2 separate regions of the Mus musculus genome follow, and region 1 is linked to region 2. Evidence: chromatin contacts called from public HiChIP or PLAC-seq data. All regions are on one chromosome and are shown on one strand. Each heading gives the region's core, a stretch centred on a gene start, on an enhancer-like site or on the middle of the called end of the contact. The rest is flanking DNA. Distances are from core to core; before and after follow the strand shown. Region 1 holds the start of Dgat2 (diacylglycerol O-acyltransferase 2). Region 2 has its middle 9.8 kb from the start of n-TPtgg8.

Evidence for each region. HiChIP or PLAC-seq counts read pairs in DNA pulled down with a chosen protein or histone mark.
Region 1: an H3K4me3 HiChIP or PLAC-seq map of bone marrow-derived macrophages shows a contact between it and region 2, with 7 times the contacts expected there. The contact joins the promoter of Dgat2 here to the enhancer-like site in region 2. A contact is called at or near these places in 4 of 484 Hi-C or Micro-C datasets (CD4 T cells, CD8 T cells and embryonic stem cells), 3 of 115 datasets of contacts at active chromatin or transcription factors (bone marrow-derived macrophages, memory CD8 T cells and pancreatic cancer cells) and 2 of 9 other capture datasets (adipose tissue and liver).

Annotation. Positions count from the first base shown.
Region 1 is chr7:99,181,154-99,186,860 of GRCm38.p6, forward strand. Dgat2 (diacylglycerol O-acyltransferase 2) reads right to left here and starts at 1,560. Exons shown (of 8, transcript NM_026384.3): 1 at 1,239-1,560. The coding sequence starts at 1,359.
Region 2 is chr7:98,802,828-98,808,442 of GRCm38.p6, forward strand. No RefSeq gene overlaps it. Among named protein-coding and RNA genes, the nearest start is that of n-TPtgg8, 9.8 kb to the right of the region's middle. Within about 2 kb of position 2,719, at least 83 of the 459 cell types and tissues checked have an H3K27ac peak or open chromatin away from gene starts, as enhancers often do. A contact at or near this core is called in adipose tissue, bone marrow-derived macrophages and liver, where this site is marked.

The sequences.
Region 1 (5,707 bases), core at 310-2,809, 380 kb after region 2:
TATACAACATGTACTAAGAGATGTAACCACTAGATAGTTGGTTTACCAGCAATCTTATTTTGTTCCTGATTGCCTAAACTTTCAAGATTACCACAACTAATATGTCCTGGAACTAACTCATCCTGTAAGCCAGGCTGGACTCACTCTCAAGAGATCTGCCTGCTTCTGCCTCCCAAGTCCTAGGATTGAAGGTGTGCATCACCGCTGCCCTTTCTAAGGAAAACTGGGGTAGCTCGTTCCTCCTCCTTCAGTTTCTGCAGCTTCAGCTAAGCAACGTGGGGTGCTTTGCCTTGTATGGAAAAGGCTGAGGTGTGATTTGAACTGTATGCCCCCCTTCCCCATTCACTGAAGGCCTCGGTTCTATCTTGAAGGCAGACACAACTTCTAGAAGGATAATCAACTTAGGCAGATCTCTGTGAGTTCAAGGCCAGCCTGGTCTATAGAATACCAGGACAAACAGAGCTGTTACACAGACTAAACAAACGAAAAAAATCCAAGGGTTTCCCACCCCTCTTCTAAGTATGTCAGACTCAGGGTTGCGCTGTGAGGGCTTCACAGTCTGGGTTGGCCCACAAAAGCTGGGGCAGAGGGCAGTTGGGGCACACCTGGTTCCAGGCAGGCATGTTCTCCATCCAGTGACTGTTTCAGGGGATTACAAAACCCTACTTACCACCCTGCCCCATCCAGTTCCTCCCAGCCAAATCCTGCTCCACCTTGTGAGGTAGATCAGTACTGGGGGCTGGAGAGTGAAATATCACTACTAACTGAGCTGAGTGGGTGGTGTCGCCCTCAGCAGCTGGGGGGATGGCAAGTGATGTAACACGTGTTGCAACATTAGTGAGTACCAGGATGGAGAATGAAGCCAGGCTAGCCTAGGATACCAGGTTGCCTGGCTCAAACTGGGTAACCAGCCGAGCTAAGCATGAATCTTGCCTCATCCTTAACCAAATGACAGGATGCAGAAGAGTCAAGTTCCCCTAAAGAGAAGCTAGTTGTAGTGGCACACCTGCAATCACAGCACCTGGGATGCCAAGGAAGGAGGATTAAGAGTTGGAAGCCAGCCTAGGCTACAAGGCGAGACCTTTTAAAAACTGGAAATAATTGTCTGGGACTCCGACCTGAACTAGCTAGCCGTCCGTCCAGCACAGGGCAGCACGCTTTGGCCAAAGTCCCTTCCTGAAAGTCGTCTTGCTGTGGGTGCCCTCAGGATGAAAGCCCTAGGGATGACTGACACTCACCCCATCGCCCAGACCCCTCGCGTGACAGGGCAGATCCTTTATTCTTGTTTTCGCTGCGGGCAGCTTCCGCCCGACGCTCACCCCGCAGGACCCCGGAGTAGGCGGCGATGAGGGTCTTCATGCTGAAGCCAATGCACGTCACGGCCGTGCAGAAAGCCGCCTCACGCCGCGCCCCTGACCCATGCCCCGGCCGCCGGGGCCAGGGCTTCGCGCTGAGCTCCGGGAGCTGAGGGACAGCGCCCAGGCCGTGGCGGCAGCAGGGCGAGAGCTGAGGTAGGTAGCCGCTGCCACCCTAGATGAGCAGAAAGCCAGCGAAGCGCGGCCACGGCGCCGAGCGCCGCTGCGCGCGCACTTTATAACCTCACAACGGGGCGGGTCGTGACGCTATAGGGCGGGGCAAAAGGGTCCGCCCCGGACTGTGCCATGTTCTTGTAGGGGGTGAGACTCCCGGCGATAAACTATGCACAGAGCCCAGGAAGGCAGCATGGCCTGAACTGTACGGTTCAGAGTCTATAGAATACGGGCAAGGGAGCCGGAGTCCCGGTGTATGAAACTACTCCTGGTTGCCCCAGCGACCGCCTTGTCATTCTCCCAAGCCTCTCTCTCAGACGTTAGTACGGTCCAGCAGCTGGAACGTGGGCAGGGAGTTTGAGCACGTGCGGGACGATCCGGACCGTGCGGGTGCCTGTGTCCCTTTTGGCTGTGCTTTCCTTGGGCAGGCCTAGCCTGCAGTGAGTAGTGTTGGAATTCGTTAGGTTACAGCTGGACCTGACAGTTACCCAAGTGCCGCAGCCTTTCCTTTTACCAGCAAAAAAATAGGAGTGATTGAGTCTTATCAGGAAGGAACCTAGAGCGATGGAGTCTACTACCTGTAATCCTACAATCCTAGCAGCTCGCTCTCTCTCTCCTCTCTCTCTCTCTCTCTCTCTCTCTCTCTCTCTCTCTCTCTCTCTCTCTCTCTCTCTCTCGCCTCTTCTCTCTCCTCTCTCCCCCTTCTCTCCCCTCTCTCCTCTCTCTCTCTCCTCTCTCTCTCTCTCTCTCTCTCTCTCTCTCTCTCTCTCTCTCTCTCTCGCCTCTTCTCTCTCTCTCCCTCCCTCTCCTGTATGTATGCAAGAGTTTGAAGCCAGCCCAGGCTACATAGTGACCCTGTCTCCAAACACCAAAGACAAAGGCAATACTACAAGCATAGTGAGTGATGGACTTCAAGCCCAGTTCCAGACCTCTCTTCCTCTCTTTTCCTCAACTTCAGGGTGTCTTTTGTTTGGCTTGGTTTGCCGGAGGGGGGCAGGGTGTGGGGTTGAGGGTTGTGTGAATGTTGATGTTTTGGTTTTTCTTTTCTTTTCTCTTTTTAGAAATTGGGTTTCTCCTTGTAGCCCTGGCTGTCCTGGCACTATGTAGACTAGGCTGGCCTGAATTTATAGAGATGCACCTTTGTCTGACTCTAGTGCTGAGTGAAAGGCATGTGCCACCACTCGCAGTTTGCAGCTTCAGTTTTCTTTCACATCTGTAAAAACGGGAACACCCGTGATTGTATTGTGAGAGGCTTTGAGAATTGAGGAACTGAGGTATATGGACTAAGCTCACTACAGGCACTGGGACTCATTCCCATTGCCCACAGAGGAAGAGGAGTTCCGCAGAATGAGGGTGTGAGCACAAGCCGAAGGGCAGCATCAGTCAGCATGTCTGGATTGGGGCAGGACCATAGAGACTGTAGTCCTGGCAACGTGGGAGATGGAGACTGCAGTGACATGGGATTAGAAAATCCTCCAGTGTCTCTCTTAAGACTTTGGGGTGGGACTGGGTTCTGGGAGAGCCTTAAAAGAAACGAAAGAGGTAAGATGAATTGTAGGATCCCTCTTGACAGAGTATGAGAAATAAACGTGAGGACAGGTTGCAGTGGGGAGCTGGGTGAGTGGGAGAATCTCAAGCAAAGGCAGTGGTTAAAGGTATGCCCTTCAGAAAAAAGATAGGACTGGGGTGTGGCTCACCTTTGGGTTGCATACTGTAAGGTCTAGGTCAATAGGGCCTTGGGGAAGAGCAGAAAAGAAAGGAGGTGAGTTCTACCTGAAGAGGGGAGAAAGTCCCAGGGCCTGTGACAAATGCCATTAGTGAAACCTAGAAACACTTGCATGATGAGTGGTGGGGCACAAATCTCACTGAGAAAATACTACCAAACCCAGAGAACTGAGTCAACCATAAATAGAAGGAAAAAGATCCTAGGGCATGATGATGCTCTGTGGTAGTCCTAGGTCATTTTATGGAACTAAGGGAAAGCTACTGGCATGCCATGCTCACGGGAGACTCGAGATGGATGTATGCTGTGCAACAACTGTGGGGGGAGAGAGGTATATATATATATATATATATATATATATATATATATATATATATATATATGGGGGGCAGAACAATACACAAACATACACACACACACACACACACACAGCATGGAAGACCTCGGGTCACTGTATGGCACATTCCTGCTCCAGGAGCATCTCTGTAGAGGAGGCCTTGTGCCAGGACCCATGAAAAACTCACTTACCTCTGCTACTGTCCGATGGGCAGAGATTAATCTGGAAGGTTATAAGCCTGGGGTGTAGTCTTTCCTTTAGCAGTGACTTGTCAAGTGTCCTTGCTAAGTCGATAGTTGTTCATCACAAAGTGGAGGTGGGAAGTTAGCCATACCTGTTATAACCTGAGCATGTGGTCAGTGAGGAAGAGGATGAGGTGGAGGAGGAGGAGGATGTCTCCTTCAGGAGCTCAAGGTCATTCTCAACTATGTAATGATTTGGAAGCTGGCCTGAGTTAGCCGAGACCCTGTCTCAAAAAAGAAACAGGAGGAGGGAGGAAAAAAAGGAGACAGAAAGGGTGACAGTTCCTATCTTGACTACTTATGGATCAACTAAAGTAATATGGAAAGGGTGTTACCATTATGCAAGGAGAGTAAGATACCATTATCTTAATGATAACAAATGGCAGGACTTTGGGTAAACGAGGCCCATTGGAAACATTCAGATCCCAAGTTCATGTGTGTACTTCAGCATTTTCCTGTGCACCTTCTCTGGGTCAGGTACTGATTGGAACACACAGAACCAGAACTTGTCCCTGCCTTGGTGGAGACTCAACCAAGAGATGAGACCAGTGGTCAAAGGATGGCCAGGCTGTTGTGCAGGGAAGTGTAAGGTCAGGCCAAGGCTGGCCCTCCCATCCTGGTTGCCATTGCCTGCCTCTGCTGAGCTTGGAATTTACCCAAGCCCAGGAGCCCTTGGTCTATGCCCATTGTGGGTCTAACTCAACCAAGAGGCTCAGTGGACGGTAGATTGGCCAATAGACGTGTCATTTGTCAGGGAACGATAAATGAGAAAGTCAAAATGAGGCAATATTGCTGCTGGATATGAGATTAATCTGTTGGTCAGAGAGGAAGGGCATATATTCAGAGGTTCCAGCATGGGTTCCAATGGAGCCCTGGTATGGCTGGAAAGGGAATGTAGATGGTAAGTTAGGGGGGAGGTGGGAGGGAGGAGGTGGAGTTGAAAGTTGACAACAGGAGCCAAATCTAGGGAACCTTGTGGGTCAGCACACTTTTAATTCCAACTCTAAGGAGGCAGAAGCAGGTGGTTCTCTGAGTCTGAAGCTAGGCTGATCTACAGAGAATTCCAGGACAACCAGAGCTACACAAAGAAACCCTGTCTTGAAAAAACAAAGCTAGTCCCTAGTTTAGACCCTTCAATGTGGGACCATGTACTAAGGGCTTCAGAGGGAGTCCAAGAGCTCCCTTATCACTTGGCTTCTAGGGCTGTGGTCACTGCTTCTGTCCATTGTTTCAGACTGGATCTAGATGGAAAACCAGATGCACAGTTAGAACTTTAAGAGAAGGCATTGTGAGGCTGGAGAGATGGCTCAGCTGACCTTTCAAAACTATTAGCTGGGTGGGGGTTGGGGGGGGCTGGAGAGATGGCTCAGCGGTTAGGAGCACTGACTGCTCTTCCGAAGGTTCTGAGTTCAAATCCCAGAAACCACATGGAGTCTTACAACCATCCATAATGAGATCTGACTCTCTCTTCTGGAGTGTCTGAAGGCAGCTACAGTGTACTCACATATAATAAAATAAATCTTTAAAAAAAAACGGATGAGCTGGGTTAAATTCCCAATATCTATATAACAACTTACAACTGAGCAGAACTCCAGTCCCAGGGGATCAGATCCACTCTTCTGGCTTCATTCAAGCATGTATATGGTGCACAGACATACATTCAGGCAAAACAGCCACACACATAAAAATAAAGAGGAGAGAACACTGACTTGGGATTTCGCCTCTGTAGAACAGTGGGTGCTGGGGCTCGTAGTTGGTATTAACTTCCAGTTTTCTCTCCACACATCTAAGCACCCTTAGAATTTTGTGATAGCTTGTCTGCTCTTCAAAAGGACAAACAGGTCAGCTATAAGGTGTGTTCTAGACCTGTGTCACC
Region 2 (5,615 bases), core at 1,469-3,968:
TCATAGTCAAGGAAAGCATGGCAGATCAGCTCAGTTCACAGCGTGGTGCCTAAGGACCAGAGGAAGGGTAATGCTGGTGAGCCATCTGATTGCCCGCCGCCGCTGCCTCGTTTCTCTGTGTAGCCTTGGCTGTTCTTGAACTCACTCTATAGACCAGGCTGGCTTCAAACTCAGCAATCTGCCTGCCTCTGCCCCCAAGTTCTGGGATTAAAGGCGTGTGCCACCACCACTTGGCCCGATTTCTAGTTTAATTTTTTTTTCCATTATACTTTGTGTGTGTGCATGGATGGGTGCTGTGATACACATATGGAAGCCAGAGGACAACGTTCAGAAGTTGGTTTTCTCCTTTTACCATGTGGGTCCCAGGGGTTGTCAGGCTAGGTAGCAAGTGCCTTTACCCTTATTGTCTATTTTTTCGCACCCTTTGTTCTCTCTGGGTCACCTGACCGTGGGATGATGCCATCCACATCTAGGGAGGGTCTCCCGCTACCAGTTTATCCTCTCAGGAAAAACCGCACAGGCACACTCAGAGCTTCGCCTCACGAATCTCCCAGGCGATGATGCTTCCACTTCCTCTTCCTCTTTCTCCTCTTCTGATTACAATCTTTTCATTCGATGCCTGTATGTACATCTGTGAACCATTTACATGCCAGAAGACAGTGTCAGATCTCTTGGAACTAGAGTTACGAACCACTATGTCAAACCCATATCCTCTGGCAAAGCAGTCAGTGCTTTTAACTCCTGAGCCATCTCTCGGGCTCCTCCCACTGTCAATCACTCCCACTGACTCCTTTCAGCTTGCATCATAGGAGGGGACAGTCCAGACCTCCCCTCCATGGCTCTCTTGAAGCTGCACCAGAGAGCACCTCTACCCAGGCCTCTTCTGTCCATGCCCTAAAGCCTGTCTGGGGCAATAATTTCTTCTAGAAATAATAGCCAACTTATTTTTAGACCTTCTGTAGGCCAGGCACAGGGCTTTCTATATGTCGTTTATCTCTCACCTCTGGGAAACAGGTAAATTTTATGATTTGGATATGAAGTATCCCCTCAAATTAGTCAGAGATTGAACTTTATGACGCTTAAAGGCTTGGTCCCTCAGCTGTTGGCACTTCTTAACGTTAGGAGGTTAGTCCTGGATGAAAAAGATGGGTCCCAGGGGTCGGGCGGGGTTGTGCTTTGTATCTTGTCTGGGATATCCGTCTCCCCTGCCTTTCTCTCCTCCATGAAGTGAGAAGGCTTTAGCCACATGTTCTGGCTGCCATGATGTTCTGCCTCACCACAGACCCAGGAACAAAAGAGCCAAGGACTAGGAGCGGAAACCTCAGAAACCAGGAGCTGAAATAAATCTTCCCTGTCTTCAGTTGCTGCTACCAACGAGATAAAAACCGTGAACCACAGCAGCTCCACTCCTACTTTATGGAAAGGGAAATTGAGGCAGACAGGGTGCCAAGAGCTTTCCCTAATTACACTGGGTCAGGACTAGGGCTCCCCACTGGCCCATGATGTTGCCCACTTTGTCTGCAGAGCCCCCGCCTCTCCCAGAACATCTGCTTCTCCAGGCCCTCAGCCACCACATGTTTCAGGAGAACAAATTATGCTGTAACAGGAGGTGAAATCAAACGCGGGCCAAATAGTTCTCCACGGCAATTTCATGCAAAATAATTCCAAGGCATCCATCTCTCGCTGTGTGGGGTGAGAACACATGCAGACAGAAGGACGGGCTAGCCAGAACCTAATTGGCCCTCACAAATAAATAAACAAAGCACAGACGACACCATGGTCCACAGGCAGCTAGAGCATAAATCACTGCTTTATGGGACCGGTAGCCTGTCAGAGACCAGACCCCCCACCTGGTCTCTGAAAGAGGATGCCAGTGGATGTCCTTGTCATCTGGTCTGGAACCACTCACAGATAGGTAAGCTTGGAGTCCCCTGCCAGGCCCTCACCTCACTGGGCAGCCACCTCATGCCCCAAGAGCACAGACTACATTCACACTTGCACACGCTCATTCCTTCTTCAAGTCACATGGAGTAAACACTCAGTAAAACCTTGAATGACTAAGTTTGCTCATTTCTCCCCTCCTTCCACTGGATCTTGTAAGAATAGCTCCCTGCCCCTGTGGTATGACACTCCTGCAAGATGCAAAGCACTTAGCTGGGACATCCAATCTGCTGAGCTGGGTCCCATGGCAACCACAGTATATACACAGCAAGGTTTTCGGTTGGACAGCCCTTCCTCTTTTGTGGTAGACCTGACCCCTGGCTCCTACCAAGACTCTTCCAGTGGAGTGTGATTCACAATGCACACGGGTTTGGAAGAGTCAGCTAAACAGCCAATGTCCCCATGTCCCCTGAGTGGCTGAATGTTTCCTGTTCTCTTTCGCAGTCTCTCTTTCGTGTTCCTTCTGTGTGCTCATCAGAGGAAATCCCCCGGGCCTGCCAACTAGGTGGAGGTTCGTGGCTCCAAGCCCACCACACCTCTCTTCTAAGTCCTGCATTTGGCAGCAAATTTGATGGGTGACCGCTGTGGCCGATCTCATTTTCTACTCCAGTGATCATTGTTGTGGGGTATTCACCAGAGAAGACTGCTGGAACACGAGCTTAAGCCAGCAGAAAGTCTTTATTAGCCAGACAGCGACTATACTGGGTGCTCAGGATTTCAGTGTAGCACTGAGCCTTTCTCAAGGTGTTCTGGGTTGACCTACTTCAGTTAACAAAGAACAGTTAGCCAAAGCAGAACTGCAGAAGTTAAAAAGCAAGGTCAGCACATTTAGGGACTTTCCCAGAACTATGGACTTTGATGGATTGGGCCTTTGTTTTAGTGTTGCCAGGTGGTGCTGTCTACGTGCTGGGTTTTACAGCCTGAATGGTACTTCCATCATGGAGTCGGTTGTGCTAAGGACTGGAGGCCTATTGCAGATGTGATTGCTTTGAATCCATCCACTCATTTAAAAATTATGTTAAGATACACAAAGGTTACCGTTAGTGACGTTGGAAATGTTGCCCACCGTTATCTGGTTCTAGAACACTTTTATCACCCCCAGAAGGAAACCCCCTGCCTGTTATGCATGTAATACTCTCCACCTCCCTCTTGCTGGCTCCCAAGAGCTGGGGTCACATGCACATGCCACCAAACCTAGCTTAGCTTGTTAGGAAAAATTTCATTTTAGAGGTACTTTCAAGTTCATGAATTCCACTTTGGTTCAATTTTCTTTTCCTCTGTTTTTATCTACTCATCGACCCACTCATTCATTCACTCACTCACCCACTCACTCACTCCTTCCTTCCTTCCTTTGGTTCGTTAGGAGACAGGGTCTCACTATAACACCCAGGCTGGCCTCAAACTCATGTCCTTCCTGCCTCACCAGCACTGTCGGTTTGATAAACCTGTACCACCATGCTTGGGTCCCCCCAGCGTTTTTGATTTTGGAGACAGGTCTTACTATATATCCCTGGCTGTCCTGGAACTCACTCTGTAGACCAGGCTGGCTTCAAACTCAGAAATCTGCCTGTCTCTGCCTCCCAACTGCTAGGATTAAATGTGTGCACCACCATACCTGGCTAGCATGTTTTTAAAGACAGAGTCTTTGTATCCTGGGTTGGTCTTATACTCATCAAGTAGTCAAAGATGACCTTGAACTTTTGATCCTCCTGCCTCTGCCTTCCCAGGGCTGGGATTACAGTCCTGTGCCACCACATTCATTTTAAATGGTGCTGAGGATCAAACCTGGGCCTTCATCCATGCTAGCAAAGCACTCTCCCTGTGAACTACACCTCCAGCCTACTCCCTAGCTTCTTAATGATCAAACATAGGTAAGGGAGCATGGAACCTATCACCATTGAGGATGCACACACACATGTACAAACACACACACACACACACCTCTGGTCCTCTTGAGTCAGTTCCAGTATCTTTGATGTGAAACCTGGCTTCTTCTGCCAGCAATGCTCGCCTCTTTCTTGGTAGCTGTGAAGGAGCAGATGGCACTGCTAGTTCAGAACCCACTCTTGCTCACCCAGTAAATTCAGGCTGTTGACTGACAGGCTGAGAAGGCTCCTGGGTCAGGAGTAGAGAGTGGCAGGGAGGATGCCGGGAGGCGTGTTGGTTTTGGCCCCTGGGCAGATGTTGACGTTGCTCTCAGGACTGGCAGAGGGTTTGATGGCACACTCTCAGCCCCCAGCTCACACCTCGGGGCCTCTGCATGCACCATTTCTTCTAGCTGGACTCTTCTCCTAAAATGTCTCCAGGCTGTAGCTCCTACTTATCCTTCAAAACCCAAACAATGTCACCTCTGCCATGGGGCTGGCACTGAGCCCCAGTGTTGGCTACAGCAGGCTCTCCATTTAGGAGTACAAAGTGCATCTGGCCTGTGGCCCTGTGGCAGTCCCCTGGCTATGGACTCCCTTGCCTGCGCCCCTTCAGCCCCTGCCTCTACATCAGAGTACCTTCCTCCTCCTTTGGTGTATCGCTGATTCTACTACTGTCTTTTTTTTTTTTTTTTCCCAGAGCTGAGGACTGAACCCAGGGCCTTGCGCTTGCTAGGCAAGCGCTCTACTACTGAGCTAAATCCCCAACTCCCCTACTACTGTCTTAATGCTTGAGACAGGAGCCTACAAAATCCAGCTCAAGAAGGCGAGACAACTCTAGAAGCAGCTTTTTAAAGAGATAATTTACAATCCATGTCATTTTTCCATTTAGAGTTACAGTCAATAGCACTCTTGGTATTTGCGTTTTTATTGGTTTTTAATTACGGTAAATTACCTACCATATAAATTTCAGCATTTTAATCATGTTTTACATTTATTTATTAGTACGTGTAAAATGTATGGGATGAAAGATTTTATCATGCCAGTTTTAACTATGTTTTAGAATAATTCCTTTGTGTGTGTGTGTGTGTGTGTGTGGTGTATATATACACATATATGCACCACAGTGTATTAGGGAACAACTTTCAGGAGTGGGTTCTCCTTTCTACCACGTGGGTTCCAGGGATGGAACACAGGCTTGACGGCAAGTGCCTTTGTCCACTGAGCCCGCATGTCAAGTGCAGAATAACTGCATTCGTGACAATGTGCAGTAACAGCTCCTCTTAGTCTCTGTCCTACTGCTGTGAAGAGACACCATGACCGAGGCAAATATTATACAGGAAAGCATTTAACTGGGGGATGGCTTACAGCTTTAGAAGTTAGTCCATCACCATCATGGTGGGGAGCACGGCAGCATGCAGGCAGACATGGTGCTGGGGCAGTAGCTGAGACCAGGCACGACAGCTGAGAGTAACATAAATTCCAACAGCCCAGCTCAAGGGGTTTCAGAGGGTAAGTGGCCTGGAGACCATACTTGTGACACTTTGGCAAAGAATGTGGCTACTTTTTACCCTTGCCAAAAAAAGGGGGGGTGGGTGAAACTGAAGAGTTTTGCCTTTAGGATGTCTCCTCACAATAAAACACTGACTAAGGCACGGTCTAAGGCTCCAGTTTCGGGCAGACCTGTGTCAGTCCTGGGCTTCCGTCAATAGCAGTATGATCCTCCCACCCAGGTCCCACTTGTCCATTTGGAAATGGGGCTGCTTCAGACAGCCAATGGGAAGGGTCAGTGAAGCAGTAGGGATAGGC